Regions from separate parts of the Oryctolagus cuniculus genome. Here region 1 is linked to region 2. Evidence: chromatin contacts called from public Micro-C data. All regions are on one chromosome and are shown on one strand. Each heading gives the region's core, a stretch centred on a gene start, on an enhancer-like site or on the middle of the called end of the contact. The rest is flanking DNA. Distances are from core to core; before and after follow the strand shown. Region 1 holds the start of DDX10 (DEAD-box helicase 10). Region 2 holds the start of POGLUT3 (protein O-glucosyltransferase 3).

Region 1 (3,616 bases), core at 377-2,876, 180 kb after region 2:
GTTAAAAACTATTGTCCTCATTGTCACAACTGAAAATCTGCTTAGGGGCCATTCCTACAGAAAATAAAGTCTGACACAAATAAGCATTGAAATCATTACAATGATGTCATTTTATGTGATCAAGATATAAACCCTTTATATTACAAATTATTAAACATAATGACTTCAGAATGTGATGTTGAGTTTTTAATTATAACTAAAATTTGAATTTTGTTAAAATTTGACTTATTTAATGAATGATCACTTCTATAATGAGTTCTAATTTGTTTTCTTTTTTTAAAAAAAGATTTTATTTTATTTATTTGGAAGAGAGTTACACAGAGAGAAGAGAGGCAGGGAGAGAGAGAGAGAGAGAGGTGTCTTCCATCTGCTGGTTCACTTCCCAAATGGCTGCAATGGCCGGAGCTGCGCCGATCCGAAGCCAGGAGCCAGGAGCTTCCTCTGGGTCTCCCACGTGGGTGCAGGGGCCCAAGGACTTGGGCCATCTTCTACTGCTTTTCCAGGCCATAGCAGAGAGCTGGATTGGAAGAGAGGCAGCCAGGACTCAAACCAGCACCCATATGGGAAGCTGGTGCTTCAGGCCAGGGCTTTAACCCGCTGCGCCACAGCACCAGCCCCCTAATTTGCTTTCTGGGCATTTTTTGCTCTTATTTCTTGGATACAATGCTTTATCTTAAGAAAAATATTCACAACATGGTTTATTAGTTTTGGCTTAAAACTTTTAAATGATTTTATCAGGTGTTTGGTAGGCTTTTGCTATTCTTTCATATTTAAGAGTAGGTTGTGAGTCACAGTGTGGTGTAAGTGGGCTAAGCCTCTGGCTGCACTTCCAGCATCCCATGTGGGCGCCAGTTCGTGTCCTGGCTGCTCTGGGTATGGCCTGGAAAAGCAGCGGAAGATGGCCCAAGTGTCTGGGCCCTTGTACCTGTGTGGGAGACCCCAAAGAAGCTCCTGGCCCTGGCCTGGCCCAGCCCTAGCCTTTGTGGCCCTTTGGGTAGTGAGCCAGTGGATGGAAGAGCTCTCTCTCTCTTCCGAATAAAAAAAAATCTAAAAAAAAAGAAAAGAAAAGAAAAACAAATGAATGCCAATTTGCCCGAGTGACCAATTTCCAAATATTATTTCTGCACTTATTATCATTATCCTAGCATTTTGAGGCAAATTCATTTAGACTGTGTTCATGTTCCTCGCCATTTCCAGCTTGTTTCAAGGGCCCGGAGGAAATCGCAAACTCAGAGGGCATAATTCATTTTTATTCCTAAAGAGGTGCACTGAAGTGGACAGAAATTAAAGTTATTATCCAGCTGTTTGATTTAGGTAAACTCTTTCGGCCCCGTGGTCCTGAATATGCAAAACGGAGATCACAATTACAATTCATAGATTGCGCGTAAATACGCGCGTGCTACAGAACGCTCTCCGAAGTTTGAACCTAGCCCGTAAATGTTCAGTAGAACAGCACCAAAATAGTAGCGGCAGCCACCGCGCATGCGTCATTTTTAAGGGCCGGCGTGCTCCTGCGGCCTCTCGGCCCGCCCTCTTTCTCTGATCGTTCCGCCCTATTTCCTCCCATCCTGCCCCTCCCTGCGTAAGCCAAGTCACCAATCAGAGCTCAGTTTTCCCTTTACGTCATTGGCGCGTGCCCCGGTTTCAAAAGCATGGGGACGGGCTCCTGAACTCGCGCATGCGCCTCTGTGCGCTTTCCCCACGCTGGTTCCGTGTCCTCTCCGTGCAGCTCCTCCGCCTGGCCCTGATATCTAGTTTCTGGGGTCTCTGTGCTGTTGCCACTGCGATGGGCAAGCCTGCCGAGCACCGGGGTTCAGGAGAGCGACCCGACCCGGTGCGGAGTTTTAATCGCTGGAAGAAAAAACACAGCCATAGGCAGAACCAGAAGAAGCAGTTGAGGAAGAAGCTGAAGAAGCCCGAGTGGCAGGTCGAGCGCGAGGGTATCAGCCGCCTAATTCAGAACTACGAGAAGGTGAGGCTGGAGCTGGGGAGGGGCGCGGGTGGGCCAACCGGCGGACAACGTGCCGCCGACGCGATGGGCTTCAGAGGGGAGGGCGCGCACCTATGCCTGGGAAGCAGTTAGACCGATAGGCCGGAGAAGGGAGTGGGGGTCCCTGTGGAGGGGACCAGCTGGATAGTCAGCTGGATTCCACAGCCCACATCTTTCCAGTACCCTGGCCACTCTTAGTCATCACACTGTTCTCGAAAACAGGCTGGAAATGCAGTGGTGTTTAAGGGAAGGGAGACTGATGCTGTGGAAGTTGAAATAATATAGCACTGTTATTCATGACAATAGTGGAGTAAGATACCTACATTCGTAGCACTCACTGAGCTCTTTATTTTAGTTCTTTGACGTGATCTGAGGGATGAATCTTAATATTCCCGTTTTACAGATGTGAAAATTGAGGCTCCAAAAGGATAAGAAACTATCCCAAACTCCCACATACTTAGTATAGGTGCTGTGGAATTGGAACCTAGACCCATGTCTAATTCCAAAGCCTTTGCTCTTCACTATTTTTTTTTTTTTAAGGACTTTATTTATCTGAAGGCTGAGTTACAGAGCGAGGGAAAGTGGGGGGGAGAGGGAGAGAGGGAGGGTGGAGAGAGAGGTCTTCCATCCTCTGGTTCACTCCCCAAATGGTCACAACAGCTGGAGTTGGGCCACACCAAAGCCGGGAGCCAGGTGATTCTTCTCCCACATGGGTGCAGGGGTCAAGCACTGTTTTCCTGACAAGCAGAGAGCTGGATTGGAAGAGGAGCAGCCGCGACGTGAACCGGTGCCCAAATGGGATTCTCCTGTTGCAGGCGGAGGGGTTAGCCTCCTATGCTTCAGCGCCAGCCCCTATTATTATTAAGATTTATTTATTTGAAAGAGTGGGAGAGACAGTGAACGAGTGACATCTCCATCTGCTGGTTTGCTCCCTTGATGGTAGCAGGGGCCAGGACTGGGCCAGATGGAAGTCAGGAACCAGGAGCTTCATTTGGGTCTCCCAGCGGGGTGGCCAGGACCCAGAAATTTGGGCCATTTTTTGCTACTTTTCCCAGGCTGTTGGCAGGGAGCTGGATTGCAAGTAGAGCAGCTGGGACATGAACAGTCACCCAAATGGGATGCTGGGATAGTAGGCAGCGCCTTTACCAGCTAGGCCACAGCGCCTTCCCCTCCTCTTCACTGTTAGTCCAAACTGTGTCCTTCAACTTCACCCATCTTCCTTCCTGTGACCATTTCCGTTTCTCCATTTGCTTCATGTCCCCGTCATCTCCACATTGTCACTGCAGCTCCCAGATGAGTATCCCTGTAGTTACCACTTTGACTTCTTTTCCCAAACAACCAGAACTGTCAGTTCTTTTCCTCCTTTCCACCCTAATCCCGTGTCTGTTGGCTTTCTCACATGCTGCTTTGCATCTCAGTGATGGCTCCCTTCTATGACACTATATAAGGGATTTAACAGGTATAGTATTCCTGGGATGTCATGTGGTGTAGCTTTCCTTTAAATGAGATCAACAGTGAGAAAGTAGAGCTTAGCATTTAAGAGTTTACTTCTTGGGGGCTGGCTTTGTGGCTTAGCAGGTAAAGCCGCTGCCCACAGTGCTGACATCCTGTATAGGTACCTGTTCC
Region 2 (3,919 bases), core at 260-2,759:
TGGCGGCGGGGAAGGCCCGGGAGCGCCGCGGGCCAGGGCTGGGGCCGACCGGGGGCGGGCCTGAGCTGTGCGCCGCTGCCCGCCCCCGGCCGTGTAGGGGCGGGAACTCGGGCGGGCGCCAGGACCCGCGCGCCTCCTCCCCGCCGGCCCCTAGGACCCGCCACGGAGGGAAAGGGTTGAGAGCGGCGGCCGGAGAGACCGAGAGTGCCAGGGTGCGCCCCGCATGGCTGCGCGCTTGGCACGGCCGCCGCCCATCTCCGGTGGCCTGGCTTTGTCCACGGTTTTGAGGAAACCCTTCGTAAAGGACGCAGACCTGCTGCTGATCGCTTGGGGAGAAGAGAGCTCCATTCCCGTGCGGAGAGCTTAAACATCAAGCAGCGCCAAAGTCACCTGCCGGCTGCCCTCCAGGCCGCTTCTCACAGCCCTGCGTTGACACCCGCGCCCGTAGCGGCCAAGTTTAGCGGTCGCGGTCTCTGCTCCACAGGCTCCCGCACTGGAGTGATTCCCTCCACTACACCCCATTTCCTCTCCGCCAGTCCTTTCAAAACACTTGTCCTGAGCTTCCAGGGTGTTTGGGCCAAGACCCAAGTGGGCCCCGGGGGCAGCCGATGGCAGTCTCAGACTGGCCTGAGCATGGTGGCTGGGATTCTCCTCAAAGCCAGGCGCCCCCCACCCCCAGAAGGGGTGGGAGTTGTTGGCCTTGGCCTTCCCCGTCCCTGAGAAGCTGAAGCTGATCCGTCCAGCCTGGCAGACTCTGAGGGCCTGTCTGCCTCTCCTTTCTGACCATGTAATTCACATTTTGTTTATTGTTTTTCCTTTTTCTTGCATCTTCTTATGGTTTGAACCTATTTAAGGAAATGCACGTTCTTCTTGGGCAGAGTGAATGCAGGGAACGCACCCTCCGGGAGGGACCCAGCGCTTCTGCACCCTCCCCGCAGGCCTCAGTCGCAGCACCAGGCCCTGCGCCGCCCTTGGTGCCTCTCGCGGCCTCTAGTGTGCTGCCCAGTATTCCTGCGAGGACCAGGTTTCACCAGGGCAAAATCTTTCCCACATTATCACCAGTTCTCCCGACCTGGCGGGTAGTGCTCAGCGGAGGTTGTAGACATTGCTCTTTGTCCTTTAGAAAGATGACCAGGATCTGGTAGTAGATCATGGTCAGTTCCAGGGCTACAGCCTTCCTCGGTTTTACTTTTGTTGAAAAATATTTTCTGGAGTTGTCTGCTTGAAATGTTTAGAACACATTTTATTCACACTCTTCCAAAATCAGACTTTAAAAATTTCCAGGGAAGTTATCTGAGGACTAGCTGGTACCGGATGACAATAAAATATAGCCTAATAAATTTTATAACAGTTAGGGTAACACCCAATCTTTTTTTTTTTTTTTTTAAAGAACATCCAGGAAGCTATATAATTTTATCTGAACACTGTCGTGTTCAGCAATACTGAATCTGTACCAACCTGTTTTTTCTCGTCTTACTCCATCTCCAAAAAGCATATCTCTTTAGGTCAACCAATGCTTTATCCAGATTCTTCATCTTTATTGAATTTTATTCATTCATTCAACAAACATTTATTCAGTGCCTACTGTACTTTATACTTTGACTTCAAAGTGCCTGTGGTTTAGTGGAGAAGAAAACAAACATAATTTAGTTAGCATATAGGTGTAAAACTATGGATGAACTGTGCATGATCTGAGATGTTCTACCTACAAGCTAACAGATTAACCTGTTACTGTTTCATGGATGGCATGGAAAGGCACAAAACTCCTAAATCAGAGACAAAGTATCTCATAATTCACTGTGAAAGTAATAGCAGAGCTTTATGCTGGTTGTGTTGGTTCCACAGGCCACCAAGTCCTGTGGGGACAATGCAAAGGGCCTGGATGCCTGAAGTGGGTGGTATTATAAAAGAAGACCACTGAGCCTAGGGAACATATACCACTTTTAAGGTAAAAAGAATTGAGCCTGCTTTTTGTGGGTAGAGAGATACTCCCTTCAGGTTGCTTGCTGCAAGTGCTTCCCTGAGAGCTGGCGTGCATTAGAGCAGTAGGAGCTTATTTTCCTGGCATTTCCTGCATGAATGTTCAGGTTTCGTAAGAGTGCCTCTCCCACCAGTGTAAGTGCAACACACTGCACATTGCATATGAGAACCACTTAAGCTGGTCTTGGGGGGCGCATCAAGAGAGGCTCTCTGAAACAGATGCCGTCTGTGCCGAAGCTTGAAGGCTGAAAAGGAATCGGCTGCATGAAGAGGGGGAGGAATGCAGCCCAGACAGGAGAAAGGTCGTGTGTAAGACTTGAAGTAAATGACACACGTCGAGAAGTTCCTCATTCTCTTTCATACTCATCTCCGTATTGGGTTTTTGGTCTAAAAAACATTGTAATTTTAATCTCTGTGACTCTAGAAAGATGAGACTCAACACACATCTGTAAATTGCACTGGCCCCTGGAATCTTAACATTGTCACATTAAACTTATAGCTAATTGTTGTCCATTCAGTTCATAACGGTTCTGCCTTTTCTAGTAACTTCTCCTCTGTTTCCACGCCAGAGTTCACACTGTTAACAGTGAGGCTTTGCAAACATGACCTTAATCTGTGGTTATATAGCTGACTGGCCCATGGTTTTTGTTATTGTTTTTTGTTGTTGTTGTGTGTGGGTTTTTTTTTTTTTTTTTTTTTTTTTTTTTTTTTTTTTTTTTTGACAGGCAGAGTGGACAAGGAGAGAGAGAGAGAGAAAGATCTTCCTTTTGTTGGTTCACCCCCTAAATGGCCGCTACAGCCGGAGCTATGCTGATCCGAAGTCCGGAGCCAGGTGCTTTCTTCTGGTCTCCCATGCGGGTGCAGGGCCCAAGCACTTGGGCCATCCTCCACTGCCTTTCCAGGCCACAGCAGAGAGCTGGACTGGAAGAGGAGCAACCTGGACAGAATCCGGCGCCCCGACAGGGACTAGAACCCGGGGTGCCGGCGTCACAGGCAGAGGATTAGCCTATTGAGCCACGGTGCTGGCCGGGTCTTAAGTCATGATGAGCTAGTCAGAATCCTTTCCCTGGGAGTTTAAAATTAAGACTAGCAGGGGCTGGCACCATGGCTCACTTGGTTAATACTCCACCTGTGGTGCCTGCATCCCATATGGGTGCTGGGTTCTAGTCCCGGCTGCTCCTCTTCCAGTCCAGCTCTCTGCTGTGGCCCGGAAGAGCAGTGGAGGATGGCCCAAGTGCTTGGGCCCCTGCACCTGCATGGGAGACCAGGAAGAAGCACCTGGCTCCTGGCTTCAGATCGGTGCAGCGCCAGCCGTAGTGGCCATTTGGGAAGTGAACCAACGGAAGGAAGACCTTTCTCTCTGTCTCTCTCACTGTCTATAACTCCCTGTCAAATTAAAAAAAAAAAATTAAGGCTAGCAAATTTCAGCATGTAAATGACTGCTCTCAAAGAGAGGTGATACAAAATTTCATTTCTTTTCCCTTTGCAGAGGGAAAATGGAAGAGAATATGGAGAACTCCCTGGGTTATCTACAGTGCACTAGATCCTGGTACAGCTCATGAGTAATACCCTTGGTTTCTGAGACATCTCTGTGTCCTTATAATACATTCCTCTCTAACTTGAAAGAAGCATCTCATTTTCAATGTCATTAATAACTATCTGACATAGGGTTATACAAGCTTAGGTCCCACAAAATGTTAATACCTTATTTTAATTATTCCAATAATATTTATTCGGTATTCTTTTGCACTCGTCAAGGTACTGGGGACATAAACTCAGTCCTTGTTCTTCCATATATTACAACCTATGGGGTGGCTTTTAGCTTGTGAGACTAACCATTCACTTGTATCTAGAAGCTCACAGTGCAGGGGTATTTCCTCCTAAAATGCAACAACTCATGAGTCCATTCTGAGTCAGGCACTCACTCCCTGAACCGGTC

What was found. A called contact is a pair of places that touch in the nucleus more often than the background predicts.
Region 1: a contact with region 2 is called in a Micro-C map of ear pinna, with 4 times the contacts expected there. The contact joins the promoter of DDX10 here to the promoter of POGLUT3 in region 2. A contact is called at or near these places in 2 of 6 Hi-C or Micro-C datasets (ear pinna and an unstated tissue).

What each region holds. Positions count from the first base shown.
Region 1 is chr1:100,407,415-100,411,030 of mOryCun1.1, forward strand. It overlaps DDX10 (DEAD-box helicase 10), which reads left to right and starts at 1,627. Exons shown (of 21, transcript XR_011390521.1): 1 at 1,627-1,972.
Region 2 is chr1:100,229,948-100,233,866 of mOryCun1.1, forward strand. It overlaps POGLUT3 (protein O-glucosyltransferase 3), which reads right to left and starts at 1,510. Exons shown (of 8, transcript XM_070077821.1): 1 at 1,459-1,510. The coding sequence starts at 1,495.